Regions from separate parts of the Mus musculus genome. Here regions 2 and 3 are each linked to region 1. The links are chromatin contacts, called in public promoter capture Hi-C maps. All regions are on one chromosome and are shown on one strand. Each heading gives the region's core, a stretch centred on a gene start, on an enhancer-like site or on the middle of the called end of the contact. The rest is flanking DNA. Distances are from core to core; before and after follow the strand shown. Region 1 holds the start of Kbtbd8 (kelch repeat and BTB (POZ) domain containing 8). Region 2 holds the start of Tmf1 (TATA element modulatory factor 1). Region 3 overlaps Eogt (EGF domain-specific O-linked N-acetylglucosamine (GlcNAc) transferase).

Evidence for each region. Promoter capture Hi-C pulls out the DNA fragments that hold promoters and counts their contacts.
Region 2: a promoter capture Hi-C map of pre-B cells shows a contact between it and region 1, with 12 times the contacts expected there. The contact joins the promoter of Tmf1 here to the promoter of Kbtbd8 in region 1. A contact is called at or near these places in 14 of 39 promoter capture datasets (the 3T3-L1 cell line, the C10 cell line, cranial neural crest and 9 more), 4 of 484 Hi-C or Micro-C datasets (CD4 T cells, CD8 T cells and regulatory T cells), 3 of 115 datasets of contacts at active chromatin or transcription factors (embryonic stem cells and large pre-B cells) and 2 of 9 other capture datasets (adipose tissue and liver).
Region 3: a promoter capture Hi-C map of hippocampal neurons shows a contact between it and region 1, with 14 times the contacts expected there. The contact joins the enhancer-like site here to the promoter of Kbtbd8 in region 1. A contact is called at or near these places in 14 of 39 promoter capture datasets (the 3T3-L1 cell line, 3T3-L1-derived adipocytes, the C10 cell line and 9 more), 11 of 484 Hi-C or Micro-C datasets (the C2C12 cell line, the N1E-115 cell line, cortical neurons and 5 more), 13 of 115 datasets of contacts at active chromatin or transcription factors (astrocytes, embryonic forebrain, embryonic stem cells and 5 more) and 2 of 9 other capture datasets (adipose tissue and embryonic stem cells).

The regions. Positions count from the first base shown.
Region 1 is chr6:95,115,428-95,120,507 of GRCm38.p6, forward strand. It overlaps Kbtbd8 (kelch repeat and BTB (POZ) domain containing 8), which reads left to right and starts at 2,453. Exons shown (of 4, transcript NM_001008785.5): 1 at 2,453-2,547; 2 at 3,096-3,306. The coding sequence starts at 2,532. It overlaps Kbtbd8os (kelch repeat and BTB (POZ) domain containing 8, opposite strand), which reads right to left and starts at 2,204. Exons shown (of 2, transcript NR_153843.1): 1 at 2,165-2,204.
Region 2 is chr6:97,176,187-97,181,266 of GRCm38.p6, forward strand. Tmf1 (TATA element modulatory factor 1) reads right to left here and starts at 2,938. Exons shown (of 17, transcript NM_001081111.2): 1 at 2,696-2,938; 2 at 1-782. The coding sequence starts at 2,837.
Region 3 is chr6:97,115,553-97,120,632 of GRCm38.p6, forward strand. It overlaps Eogt (EGF domain-specific O-linked N-acetylglucosamine (GlcNAc) transferase), which reads right to left. Exons shown (of 18, transcript NM_175313.5): 12 at 4,592-4,663; 13 at 4,411-4,497; 14 at 3,329-3,397; 15 at 449-510. Among named protein-coding and RNA genes, the nearest start is that of Eogt, 31 kb to the right of the region's middle. Within about 2 kb of position 3,064, at least 4 of the 459 cell types and tissues checked have an H3K27ac peak or open chromatin away from gene starts, as enhancers often do.

The sequences.
Region 1 (5,080 bases), core at 1,203-3,702:
TGACTGAGCAGGCTTAGTCAAAGATCCTTCTGCTTATCCCTTTTGTTTAAAATGTGCATCATAATGATAACAAATCTTCTCTAGACAATGCCACCTGACCAGTTGTGGAGTCTATTTATAGGATATTCATGCAAATGGCAAGCTTACAAATTTTTATTTCTTACATTTAGATTTAGTTTCTGTACTTTGTAGTCTGCCCCATTCCCAAATTGACAAATCTTTGACCATTAAAGGATAAGGAAGCTTTCGTTTGCTTAATTTAGCAACAAAGACAATTACATTATTTAATTAGTACAGAATTAAATAGAAAATTGAGTTTTAAAAGCAAGAATGAAAGAAAATTAGCCAAGAGTCTCTTAAAGAGCTTTAACAGCATTGAAAAAGTTGTTGATTAAATTTGAACTTCAGTTAAACAACCAATAGGACTTTCTCCCAAAATGCATGCTTTCTGTTTTAATTGCTAAATTTATACTGATAATGCCATTTTTCTTAATGCCCTCAATATTGTGAGCAGAATGTTTTTACTAAATTATTGAATACATGAAAAATGCAAATCCAAAGTTAGAAGTAACAAACATGAAGTCAAATTTATCATGTAAAGACTATGCTGATAAGCAAGCCTTTAATGTTTCATTAGCAAGGACTGTGAGTGAGGCTCTTAAGCCCCGATCCCCAGGAAGCACCACATCTTATTAATTTGCCTAGTGGCACAGCACTTGGAACTTTGTTTAAATTTCTAACGTACCTAGGGAATAGAACTACTTTAAATCATTCCCACTCTATCAGTCACAGGTAAAATTTCAAGACCCCTTTAACAAGGTCACCTGGAGTTGGTGATGAGGCTCCCTGGGAGCTGGTAGTGTGCATGCATGGTGCCTGTGGTTCAATTTACAGCAATATACTAAATACATAAATAAAAAATAATAAAATATTCAACTGCTTGACCTAATGCTAGGAAAGTTACTACTGTGAACTAAGTCTCTACTGAAGCTTCCTTCCCATTCACTGATAAAGGGGTATCTGCAAGTATTTGTTCACTTCGCTTTCCATTCATCTTTTAAGTTTCTACAACTTGTCAGAGCATCCTGTTAGATGCCAGAAACAGGATGAGGAAATCAGAATAGATAACAAGGTGGCTGGGGAGATGGCTCCGTGATTAAAGTGCTTGCCATGCCGAGAGAGAGAGAGAGAGAGAGAGAGAGAGAGAGAGAGAGAGAGAGAGAGAGAGAGAGAGTTAATATCTCTGGGTTTCGATTGAGAGACCATGCTTCACTGTATAAGGTAGAAAAGCAGCGTTGTAGGATTTCTGACACCAATCTCCGGCCTCCACGTGCACCTGCACCGCCCCCCAACATGTACATCCACTCGTGCAAACAAAACAAAACAAAACAAAACACCAAACCACAGATACAAATGCACACACACAGAGACTCAGACAGACAGACAGACAGACAGACACACACACACACACACACACACAATAGGAGAAGAAAAAAAAATAGGTCAACAATAAAACCCCTGCTTTCTTGCAAAAAACTATGAAGTAGACTGAATGCCGAGTGCTCGCTGTTATAAGAGAGGTTCAAGGGCTGGAAGAGCTTGTGCAAGAGCCAGGGTTGAGCACGGTCCAGAGGAGCGCCAGGCTCAGCCTCTCTCCAGCATCTCTTCACAGGAAAGCCGGAGGCCCTCTTCACGTTCAAGAAGCCCAGGGGAAATCAATTATCCGAGTCTCCCTTGAGTACTCGAGCGCTCTTCGGTGTGACAGGTGTTTCCTGGTGTGCTAGAAATGCAAGCCAAGTGGATTCAGGTCCTGAGTGGCCATGTAACCAGACCCAGTTGATCTGTGAAAAGCGGGGCATGTGGCTAAGGGGATGCAATTTCAAGTGGGCGTTACAGGTGACTCATCAGAGACCTATCGATGGTGTGTGTGTGTGTGTTGGGGGGGGGGGGGTTGTCTTATATCCTTTGTATTTTTGGATAACAGCCCTCCTGACCATTTCCAACTTTTCGGAGTTTCATAGCCCTCGTGCAGAGCGCGTTTTCATACCAGAATCTAGTCACGGATAGGGAATTTGGGGTATGAAGACAATTATTTTTAAAGTGGAGTCGAGACTAGGAGAGAGGCCCTTGCCGGGGAAATTTGCTCAATAAGAGCTTTTCCTACCTCACTCCTCAGAGTGACAGTTCGCCTCAGCCAGATGACTACATTTCCCAGCGGGCGCTGTGCATCTCAAGGCACAGGCTGGCGGGCTCGGGGCGCTCCTCCGCCCAGCTAGCCAATAGAAATGCTCGGCTTGGGCCTCTGTCCGACTAGGAGCACGCGGGAACGGGGGCCTTAAAACTACATTTCCCGACGCGCTGGTAATCGCGCACTGACCAATCAGAGCCAGGTATTTTGAGGCTCGGGGAGGAGCCGACTCGGTCAGCCACCCTCATTGGCTAGGCAACGCTTAGCAGAGCCGGAACCCGGGAGCGAGCGAAACGCAATGACATTTCCTCTTTAAATAACCGGAGCCGGGGCCCCTGTAGTAATGGCCGCGTCGGCAGGTGGGTGGCGTGGTGCGGCCGCCCGCAGTGTCGGAGGAGGGAAGCAGGAGCGCGGGCGCCGGCCACAACCTGAAGCGGCGGCCTTAAGGCGGGAGGGAAGGATGGAGAGACGGCGGGCGCGGAGGCGAGGATGAATGGGGAGGAGGGCGGTGGGCGGCGCGCCCGCGAAGATGGGGCGTCTGGGTACCGGCCGCCCGCGAGGCGGTTGAGGGGTGCCCTGGCAGTCGCCCTCGATCGCGCTGCCCTCGGGAGCCTTCCGTCCCGCGCTCGACCCGGAGCCGAGTCCCCGCGCATCGCCGCCGCTGCCGGCTCGGCTGGCTCGCCTCACACGCTCCCTCCGCGAGCGCGGCGGTCCGGGCTCGCCGGGCTCCGGAGGAGCGCGCCGGCCTGGGAACTTGTTCGCCCTTGTTGAGCTCTCGGCTCCTAGAGCCTGTGTCGGCGCTCCTGTGCCCACACACGGACGTTTGTGTACGGGGTGGGGGGGAAAAAAACCCACGATGCCGTAAACTGGCTTCGAACTTCTTGTGGTTGTGCGATTTTTCTCCTAGATTTAAGTAAGTCTTCCCCAACACCGAATGGGATTCCATCTTCAGACACAGCCAACGATACCATGGATCCTTTCCATGCTTGCAGTATTCTTAAGCAACTCAAAACAATGTACGATGAAGGACAGTTGACAGACATTGTAGTGGAAGTGGATCACGGGAAAACATTTTCCTGTCATAGAAACGTTCTTGCTGCAATCAGCCCCTACTTCAGGTATGACGACGGTAGAAACTTATATATTACTATCCGTACAAGACTCCCTTTCAACCCAGTGTTAGCCACTTGATTGTGGTACTGAGTTGGGACAAATACATAAAGGCAAACCAGGTGTTTATTTTCTGAGAGTAGGTAACAGGTCTTGCTTGTCTTACTAATGAGCCCCTGTTTTGAGGTGGGATTCCAGAGTTTAGATAGTTGGATTTTAAGTTAGTGGACTTGTGAGGTATTCATACTATGTATGCTGCCAGCCACATTTGAAAAAAATTATAATGCTTTAAAATTAAAATCAGTGGCGACACTAAAACATGTCACGTGCACAGACAACTAAGTGTGGCTGGTGGCTGCTGTACTGGGCAACGGGGATATACAGTGTTTCAATCAATCATTGAAATGATCTAGAATTTTAAATATTTCTGATGTTTCCCCACCCCCCACCCCCGGTTTTTAGTACATAGGACTTTTTTTTTTTTTTTTTTTTTTTGAGTTTAAAACATAGGAACTTGCTCCTTTATAAATAAACTAGGATTTTAAGATTGTTTTAATGCCATGGAGTTTTGTGAAGAGTAGTGAAATAAAATACAGGTTATTTATGTCTTACTTTCCAAGATTCCCAGAAATAGTTCATGCTTTCTAAACTCTCTTTTTGTCCCTTTTGCCATAAAATGTTGAAAAGTGAAAGTTTTATTTGAACTCAAGTCTGAAAACTAAGTTTTTAGTCTAAGAACAGATGATTGGAATCGGTTTTGTTTCAGGTACTTCCTTCTAAAAGCCCTTCAGCATACAGAAGTGGTTCGTGAATGATAGGAAGACTATCTTGTCAGCCACACTCTTGCTCTATCTTTTGAGGTGCTTATAAGGTGCTTATCCATCCCACTGTAATGTTGCATTCATTAGTTTCTGGTCCCTCTTTCTCAGAATGCTGGGTCAAATACAGTTACATCAGTTTTGATATTGAAAATCGTTTAGACTTGCCTGGGGTAGGTCATTGAACCAAGTATTAATTATTACAGGATAGAAAGCTGGAAAGAAAAAAGATGAAATGTCCAGAACACAGGTTGGCTTGGCATTAGAAGCCACTGCTGCTTGTCATGTGTGTATTTGAATATATGGCACGCTTGTTCCTTACCAAACTCTGAGTGAAGCTTACTTGATATGTATTGTCTTCAATAATCCTAATAATCTTGTGCTTATACAGTTATGCCCATATGTGTATGAAAAGATCCAGATGAGTGATATCTAAGTCATTCAAATGGCAGAACTAGATTTTATTCTAAAATTAGACTTCTTATTGTGTGACACTTAACAAAATGGATCAAGTGGGTCTCCATTCAAGTTTCTGTTTTTTTTTTTAATGAAACAAAACTATATTCCCTTTGAATAGTAAAAGTAAATAAATAAATACATTGAATGGATATGGGAGTGCATGCTTTTAATCCCAGCATGTGGGGAGCCAGAAGCAGGGGAATCTCTGAGTTTGAGGCCAGCCTAGTCCACATAGTTTCAGGACAATCAGTGCTGTATGAAAAGCCCTTGTCTCAGCATAGTAACAACAAAAGTTTCTTTAGAATGAAACCTTAAGGAAAGGTAATGATGTTTACAAGTAAGTCCTACTTAAAGCTCCAAGTATTCTATCTGTGTTGGGGAAAGAAGATTCAAAAATATACTCACTTAAAACAAGAACAAAAACCAAACTGTCTTAAAAGTGTATGCCTAGGCTACTCAGAATTTACTGTTGTTGAGGATGCCCCCGCACTTCAGCCTTCCACTA
Region 2 (5,080 bases), core at 1,688-4,187, 2.1 Mb after region 1:
CTTCTGGAAGTCATCTAAGCGGCTATACTCGGGACAAGCAGACGCAGAGAGGAGCTGAAATGACGTCTGCATGAGGTGAAGACTCGACTTTGCATCCGAAGTCTCTTGCCTCGAACTGGCCGAGCTCTCACTGATTACACTCTCGTGATCTAAAACTTCAATGTCACTAGTGGTGGAGGTGCCCGACGAGAAGGAGCTAACAGGAGGAGAAGGTGTGTTGCTCTGTCTGTCTTCGTGTTTTTGTTCTTTAGGTTCCAAAGCCATATCCTTCGTTTCTGCCGTGAGAGACTGAGTGGATGTGGTAGATACATCTTCTGTTGTGTTTACATTAACTACGTTTTCAGACGCCTTCAATCTCACAGTGGGCACCTTCACCTCAGACTCTTCACCTGCCGTTTCTTCATGCTTGTCTTCAGGTACAGGTGAGGGAGTGCCCACGGCTGAAGTCTCTCCAGAAACACACACGGAGTCTCTCACTTCAGCTGTCTCAGAAACTCTGGACTGGCCAGGAGATGACGATTCTTGTAAGCTGCTTTTCACTTCTTCCTCTGGCCGCTGGGATTTAGATGGAGGTTTTGATACCACTGGGCTCTTCTGAATGGTATGGGCATCCGACGGAGAGAGAAAGGCACTGAAGAAATTTTCAGATTCATCTACTACAGTCCTTCGAACTGGCTTTGTAATTGCTTGAGAGGCTGTTGGGGGACTCTGAGGTTCGCTGCTTGTTGAGTTCAATCCCCAGGTTGAAGTGTCCCATCCTCCACTCACAGGGGGACTTATTCCTTTGACAAAATAAATTAGTTCATTAAGTAAAGAATGTTAGCATTCGTATTTAAATCATCATCAGTCATCAAGTGGGAGCAAAGGGAATTTATGAACTGCACCCTGTAACTCGGAAAAGTTAGACTCTTTCCTTACAGCATCACTTTATTAGTTTCCAGGTTAACTTTGGGCGTTAAAGAATAAAACCAGTGTGGGCCAACCTATGAGAGTCTCAGGAACAAGTACAAGACCAGACTTGGTTTTGCCAGGCCAAAGCAAGTATGCTAGCCCCTCGGAATACATGCTTAAAGTAGTGATCAAGGCTGTACAGCCAGTGTGAAATCCCAGGCACATGGCTCATCTCACAAAGACAGTTCAAATCTTCACTAACAGGCACATGCAGTCACAGCACTATCCAGCCACACGCTCATTTTATTCTTGTAACATTATAAACTAAACAGACAGCAATGCTCAAAACTTAACCTGAGATAATAGAGACAGTCTTTTTCAAAAATCATAATTAAACTGATGAGAACAGTGAGTTCTAGTGAATGAATTCACTTTTATGTACTTAATGACCAGTCTGCAAGTTCCCCTCTCTTAAACCCCAAATTATTTTTTCCACATTTTTTAAGATAGCAAAATTACCAAAACTCTGCAATTAGAAGCTTATGGAAAGGGTACACAGACTTCCTGAGGAAGAAAAAAAAAAAAAAAACAACTCAAGAAGCCCTTTAATAAAATCTGCCTCTTAACGTGATTCCACAGCTATGAGGAATGAAGAGTGTTGGGGAAACTGAACTGGGAACAGAGTTTTACATTTATTTGTTCAGTGTGTGAAACCAGAAAACAAAGCTTAAGGCAAGATTAGGTCTTCGAGGTAGCTAATTAGCATCCTCACGGATACCAGGGTTTAACTTTGCCTCTTGAAAAATGTGGTACAAAATTATAGTAACCACACATCCACTTAAACTATTCCTATTCTTCAGACCCATGTTGTTTTGTAATCTAAAACACAACAGATGATCAATGAAAATAGCATTCAAGAAAGCATATTCCATTTCAGACAACCTGCCCTCTAAAATAAATTATACAGCACTATCCATGTCTCAGATTTCGCCCGGGGCGGGGGATAATGAGTATCTTTTTATTTGAAACATCTGATCTTAAGTTTAGTAACTCCAGCTCTGGGGTCCAACCACAAAAAGGCGAGCTTCCCAATAGCAAGGTGCCACAGAGAATGAAATAAGATCACGATATATCTACAGTCATACATAAACTACGTTATCAATGATTCAACTTAGGTCCCGAGTTTTCAACAATGTACATCTAAAACCAGAAACCACAGTTAACTTTCATCCAAAGGTTTGCCCCAGTGTCTGTTGCTACACACGAAAAGTGCTCCAGACTCCCTTAGACGTAAAGACACAAGCAACCGAATAATCCTGGAAAGAGTAATTTCAGTTCATCTGAAAGATCTGGTGCTGCAAAAAGGGCTACAGTTGGGAACTCTTGGAGCACAAATTCTCTTGGGACTCTGCCCCGTACAGACTGTGCCTCACCTGGAGAAAGTTATGCATTCTGAGTTTCGGTTAGCTCCTCTGTAGAACACGGGGTCTACCATCCCTGACTCGGGTTGTTTTGAGACGGTGAACTTTTTGTAAACAAAGTCTTTTGTGTTCCTTAAACGCTTCCCGCGGGGCTCCGGGACTGGGGATTTACAAGGCTCGGACCTAGGGCGCCAAGGCGGAAGACGCCTAGCAATTGGGGATCTGGGGCTGTGCTCCTGACTCTGTAGTCAGGGGCCTGGGGCCAGGACCAGAGCTCGAGCTGACACCTGAGGTCAGCAGGACCCGCACCGGGGCCGAGGCGTGCGGGACTGGGGTCCGACAGCAGGCAGGCAGGCAGGCGCGACACCCCGGGACCCGCTTACCCGGCTCGCCGTACGGGATGGCCTCGGCCCAGGCGCTCGGCTCCTCCTCCTGGATGTCCAGGACCCTGTCGATGGACTTCTGGGCCTGGGACAGGGCCTGCTTGGCGAAGCTGGACAACTGCGAGGCATTGAACCAGCTCATGGCCCCTCCTCAGCGCCGGCTCCGGCCGGCTCCGGCGGCCTCAGCGGCGGCCCCGGCCCCACCGCCTCCCGCGGCCGCGCGGCGCTGCGAGCCTTCCGCACAGCTGAGCCGGGCCCCGCCGCGCATGCGCCGCCCTTCCACGTACACAACCACCAGATCCGGGAGCCGAGTTCCGCCCAGACGGAAGGACGGAGGCGGTAGCGTGAAGCCACATCCGGGAGCGGAGCGGAGCCCTTAGTTACCAGCCGCCTCTGGGCTTCATGGCCGTTCTCAACTGAGGGACGCGATCTGCGCCGAGGCCCAGACCTCCGGGAGCGACCAGAGCCGCGTGTGCCTCGCTATAATCCCGGCGGCTAGGCCTCACACTTATTAATCTTGGTACTCAAAAAGTAGTTGGCCAGTTCTCGCCTGGCCTGGATGTCTATGCCTGACTTGATGGGCACGGTCCCCAGGTCCTGGAACATTAACAGATGAAACCACCTCCCTCTCAACCTAATTCTGTCATCTGAATGGCGTTCATCAGCACACTCCTATGTTAAGAGGTGGGGCTTTAAGGAACTTTCTGGGTCACGAGATGACTGTGACACCCACGGGAAAGAGATGAATGCCCTATTAAGAGGTGCCTACGCCCTCTCAAGCATAACATACCAAGGTCACGCCAGCCATGAACTAGAAATAGATGGCTCTCATCAGCTGTGCTCGTCTTGGACCTCCCAGTCACAAGAACAGTAAAAATCAAGTTTCTGTAGCCTATGAGCCAGCCACTTTATGGCAGTTTGTAACAGCGGTTTGGATGGGTTAAGCCACTTGGCAAGCAATAAAATATTAACCCATCAGTACATACTGTGCACACTGCCTAAAAGATACAGCTTGTATGCTCTCTTTCCCACACTTGGTCATGGGAGAAAATTTAAAGTCGATGGCCTTCCTTGTCCAGTCAGCAGCTGTTTGGTTTGGTTCTAATAATGCTAAAGAAAAATTTTCTACCAGCATTTAAAGGCTAAATTTAATTCAAGCATTAGCCCTTTGTGAAAAGAGACTCCTACCCTACACAAAGAACCACGGGTACTTAAGGAATGCCGAAGCTAGGAATGGGGTAAATCTTCCCCTGGGAAGGTTACACACTACCAAATGAGCAGCCCCGAAATCATCATACAGACTGAGGGTTGTACTAATTAATGCATTTGAGAACGCATATGTATACACACTTATATACTTAACAGTTAATAAAAGAGACTTAATTTGAGAGAGAGCAATAGAGGTCTATGAAAAAGTTTAGAGGGACGGAAGGGAAAGGGGAAATGTAATTTTATCCCCCAAAACATTCCCTAGGACTACCAGAACTACTAACAGGATGGCTTAAAATGACAGAAATGCTTTTGTGGTTTGGAGCCAGAAGTCTGAAGTTGTTCACTGGAGCTGTCCTCCCTCTGAAATCTTCATGGAGAATGCACCATGCTTCTCCTAGCTTCAAGTCTGCAGTCAATCCTTTTGTTCCCTGGGTACAGGTACAGCACTCCATTGTCTAATCTTCCTCCCACATCCCTCTCACCTCTTCTAATAGGGATGCCTACCTTATCAGATTGGGTCCTCTGTATTATATCTGCAATGACTCTATTCTAATTAAGGAAGGGAGGGAGGGAGGGAGGGAGGGAGGGAGGGAGGGAGGGAGGGAGGGAGGGTTAGTTGCATCCTAAAGGGCTTAAGAGCCCTATTCTGGTTCAGAGCTGGCATTTGGTAGTATGTACATTCTGTTTTAAAGGGCAATGGCACCATCCTTAGACCTCTTAATAGGGTGCTAATCCTTTTTCCACGGGTGTCACCTAGTGACAAAGAATGACTGAACTAAAATTTCCTTTGACAATTATTTTCACACAATTTTCCATGTATCTGCCAACTCATTCTAAGAGCTCTGTACAACACATTATCTGCCTGCTCCCTGAGTATCTGTTTTGCACTGCAAGAAGCTAAGCTATAAGACTTTTCCTTAACAACAAAAAATTTCATATCCATGGCAAGTTATCTTCCAGTAACTTTATCCCACAGTATTGCAATTTTGAGCATGTTAATGACAGACTTGTGGCTAGAGGATGCTTCTGTTGAACCCAGGTCCTAGTTCTTCGAAGATCTATGTGTACCTGAAAAGAACGAAGTGGGGAGTGGGGGTTGTCACAGAAGGAAATCCAGAAGACAAAGCTGAGCCTGAGGGTGAAGCAAATCAGGCAAACAGGAAAAGCCAGATC
Region 3 (5,080 bases), core at 1,814-4,313, 2.0 Mb after region 1:
AAATTAAGCCATACATATATATATATGTGTATATATGTGTGTGTGTATGTATATATATTTTTCCATGGAGATATATATACATATATGTGTGTGTATATATATATATATATATATATATATATATGTACATATATATATATACTTATATATGAGGATATGTATGTATGTGTTTACGCACGTTAAAATTTAATACTAGTAGCAAACTTTTAAAAATTCAGAAATTTCAAACAAAAATCTGGATTCATTATTTCTCCAGAACAATTAGATTGTACCAGAACAAGGAGACCTCAGAAAGCTCACCAGCTCCCCTGAACTTGAGGCCTCTGTCATCCCTGTCTTGTTTAATGACTGAGTGTCACCACTTGGTCTACAAAGGGCAGTATGCCCACTCCCCACCAGTGAGTGGTTCAGTTTAGGGATGAGAGGACCTGCCTGGGTCCCAGCTTACCTGTACTTGTAATCAACCACCCGGACTTCAAATGTGGATACTGTTTTCAGTGCATTTACCAGCTGGGAAAAAGAGAACAGGCAGAATGACTCTTCCTTCCTTGCTGCTTTCCTTTAGGAATCCCAAAGTCCATTGTTTAAATTAAAATTTGTCCTGGAGCCAGCCACATCTGTTTTGTGTGTGTATGCATGTGCGTGTGCATGTGCGAGAGAGAGAGTGTGTGTGTGTGTGTGTGTGTGTGTGTGTATTTGCGCGCGCGCGCGTGCGTGCATGCACACTCATGCATGCGCATGCAAGTTACCAGTATTCATGTATACAGAAGCCAGAGGACATCAGAGTCTTTCTCTATCACTTTACATTTTGATGTTTTTTTTTTTTGTGGTATGTATGTATGTGTGTAGTGTGTGTGTGCGTGCACGTGTTGTACATGTCAGTGTGGCTGTGTGGACATGTACATGTGTAAATATATTTGGAGGCCCAACGTCAATACTAGGTGTCTTTCCTCCATGGTTCTTAATCTTTTCTGAGGCAAAGCCTCTCCCTGAACCCAGAAGCTCCAATTTACTTAGACTGGCTGCTCAGTGATCTTTGGAGAGTCACCCTGCTGCCCACCTCACCTCCTGATCCCCATGGTGGGGATCCAGACTCAGGTCCACATGCCTGCACAGTAGGTCCTTTGTTACTGAGCCATTTTTCTAGTCCCTTCTTTTTAATATTCTGAGTCAGGCTCTCTCACTGACCCTGAAGCTCACTGTTTTGGGTAGACTGTCTGGCCAATGAGCTCCTAGGATCTGCATGTTGCTGGTTCCCAATACTGGGGTTATACACTCATGCAGCCATGCCTGGCTTCTAAGTCAGTGCTGGAGATTTGAACTTAGATCATCTTGCTTTCACAACATGCCCCCTGACCCACTGAGCCATCTCCCCAACTCCTAACGTTTCTTAATTTTTTTGCAGATAAAAATTTGCATGCATCACATATCGTTTATGTCTATCATTTTAGACCTTATTTAAATTCAAATGCTGACCGACTGTATCTCTTGACTTCCTCACCCTATTTCTTATCATTTCAGAGCACCTGGTGCTTTGAGAATGAGGGGACACAATGTTCCTGACGCTATGTTGACATGGCTCTTTCCACCCATTGTCTCATTTCAAAGAAACCACTAGGACACTGGGGACCATCCTGTGAAAATATTAAAGTTTTGGCAGAAAAGAAGTCTATTTCCCTGTAATTTCTAAAATCTCTTTGGCTCTGATTCTGGCAGGCAGAAAGTAAGAGAGCAGGAACAGCGAGCTGTCAAAGCAGCACCGTGATTCTGAGAGCCCCTGACATTGACGGCTTACATCTCTACCAGGCAACCCTACACAACATCAGCAGTGTCCGTGGCTACAAAATGCCTTGATCTCGACTTGGTTCAATCCCTAGCAAAGAAAGAGAGAGAAGGGGAGAGGAAGGGAGAGAACAACACCCTGAACTTCTGACCACACCATCTCTAACCGTAAGCAGAGCATCCGAATCACTGAATGCAGTCTAATTGCTACCCCCAGTTCATACGCATGTATGCACAACTGGACAGCACACGGGCAGTCACAAGATGGAAGTGTTTCTCTACAGTCACATTTCCCCCCAAGAGAGAACTAATTAGGCAGCAGGACCCTTCTTCATTTAACAAGGGAGACTCCCATCAGAGAAATCACGAGTGCGTGCAAGCCCCAGAATATGTCCTTTCTCTAGCCTCTAGCCACACAGCAGTGTCTCAACAAACATTGTACCAGGCTAAGTTTGCAGTAACTATCATTTAACCAGACCTCCTGGGAGCCAGGTTGTACTCCTGAGGCTGAGGCAGCAGGACTGGGAGTTCTAGACCAGCCAGACCTACATAATGAGCTTAAGGTGAGCCTGGGCGCTATATATTTGTGTGTGTGTGTGTGTGTGTATGTGCGTGTGTTTGTGTGTGTGTGTATATATATATATATATATATATATATATATATATATATATATATATATATATCTGAGTCTTATTCTCTGTTCACTGGTCAAAATGTAGTCAAAGCACCATTGCCCTTGTGCATACCCTTTGGAGTCCATATCCTGCTTCAAGGACAAGCAGCATGCTCTTGGGCTTGCCATTAGGAGTAGCGTTTGTACCGTCTGCCCATGGATTCTGAAAGTATCAGGCCTGCACCATAGCAGGTGCTGGCACTGGGCCTTTCCCTGAACTTTCTTCCCCCTAGTTTGAGGCTATCCCCTGGCCTGCCCTTTCCTGATAGCCTGGGCTCATAGGCACACTCAACCTCCTTTTGCATCCATCTGCTGTGAGAGGGCTAACAGTGAAGAACAGTCTCACTGTCAAGGCTCCCATGATTACCTGCCCAGTATGAGGCTGGATGCAATGTATGATTTTGTGCAGCTGAAATGAATTATGCCCAGGAGCAGTTTCTGAGACATTTATCCACTCAAGCAGATGGAACCCCTTTCAATGTATGTATTGCCAGATGCTACGGAAATACCAGGCAACACCAATCATCTCTCAAAAGGCGTGTTTGCATGTTGTTACTAGTTTGCCTGAAGGGGGAATTTTTTACCCTTCTGTTGCAGTCCAGACAAGACTCACAGTTTTGTTTGGCTTTGGTTTTGCCCATATTAGCGCTGATGTAGGTGAACATGTACAGTAGAGCACATCTGGATGGGTTGGGAGTTTGGAGAAGCTAAAAGCCAGTTTTCAGTAGGCTCAGGCCATTATGTATCTCTAGAAACTAATAGCTTCAAATAAAAACTTCTACTGCAGAGAGAGAGGGGGGGAGAGAGAGAGAGAGAGAGCATTAGCCAAGGAAGGCAAAGTCACTATTAAAAGTTCATACCAAAGCACTAACCTCGTCTTGGTTCAGGATTTTCCGGTATTCTGTGCTGCGTGCAAGAATGGTAACTCGAACTTTGCCATCCTGCAATCAAAATGAAAAGTTGGAATAATATTGGATATGCTCAGACAATAGAAAAAAAAATAAAAAAAAAGACAACCCAAATCTCAAATGCAATTTCCCAGAGAGGTGAAACTCACTAAGGAGACAGGGTGAATAGTAGCCTGGCTCCTTAACCATTATCCATTATCTCAGGAAATAAAAATATATATCTACTTTACAAGAAAGTACATCTATTCAATGAATTAATACTCAACTGTACATGGGACAAAACATGTCATATTGCAGTATAGAGGGACATGGATTAACATTATGTTAACATGAGGCAGGCACATGCTCTTGGTCAGATGCAGAAGCTAAAGGAGCTGATCTCATAGGTGTCCACAATTAAATGCTGGAGAATACTATAGACCAGTAGATAGTGGACACGGGAAAGAAAGAAATCAGATACACATTATGGATATAGGAGAATTGGGGTTTGCTGTCAAAATCACTGTAGTGTTAATAGGCTTGACAATAATATACTATTTCTAACAAAGCTAAAAGGAAAAATTTAGAATGCTCCCACAACAAAGGCAAGATTGATGCTTGAAGTAACAAAAATGCTTGGATAATTATACTGTGCCATGTGTCAAACTATAACACTGCACCCTAGAAATGTGTGCAGTTATTATATGCTGATTATGAATACATATAAGTGTTCCACTTTAGCCATGGAAGATAAAACCTGTTCATTACACTACTACTTCTTTGTTGGTTTGTGGGGTAGATTGTTTTTAGCAGGGATTACATGAGTTAAATGGGAGAAAATAGGGAGACATGGGTAAAGAAATAGACAACGGACAAGGAGAATAAAGGATATTCTTACAGTACCCTTTAGCTTATCTGCGGTGGCTACTGACTCCTGAATTCAGAGGACTACAGATTCAGCAACGTTATCATAGCAAGCACTGCCTCCGGCTTGCTTGTTTATCTACAAAGGTGGCATTAGAGATGAATACCCAAGCCTACCTCAGACCCCATAGCACATCCATTACCTTGGGTCCCTCTTGAGTGATGTTCAGCCTATGCAGCACATGCTGGGAGAAGGCTCTGAATAATCCTGTATTCTGACAGCCAGAGATCTAAAACAAAAGCACCAGTTCACACGCCAGCAAACACCCCTGCCCTGGGACTTCAGGTGATCGCAAGAAGTGTAAGGATGTCTTAGATGCTTACCAGAGGCGTGTTATAGAACAGCCCGTACCGCATGCGGGGCAGCAACGAAAACACGGCTTCTTTAAAACACACCTAAGAAGGAAGACAGTTTAGAAGATAGCACAGTAAGGTGAGCGCCCTTCATAGGACACCACTGGAAGGTACGCACCCTTCATAGGGTAGGCAGCGCAGTAAAGTGTGTGCTCTTTATAGGATACCACTGCAAGGTATGCACCCTTCATAGGGTAGACACCACAGCAAGGTCTGTGCCCTTTTCAGGATAGACAACACCATAGTAAGGTGAGCCCTTTATAGGACATCACAGTAAGGGATGCACCCTTCAAGCCAAAAGAGCAGTCCTCATTTTACAAAGTAAACCTTTCTAAGGTTTTAAGGTTTCTTTATAAAAATTCTAGCCACAAAAATCAAAAAAACAAGCAAGCAAGCAAACAAACAAACAAACAACAAAACCACCATGAAGTCAGAGCGATGGTAACAGCCAAAAGAAAC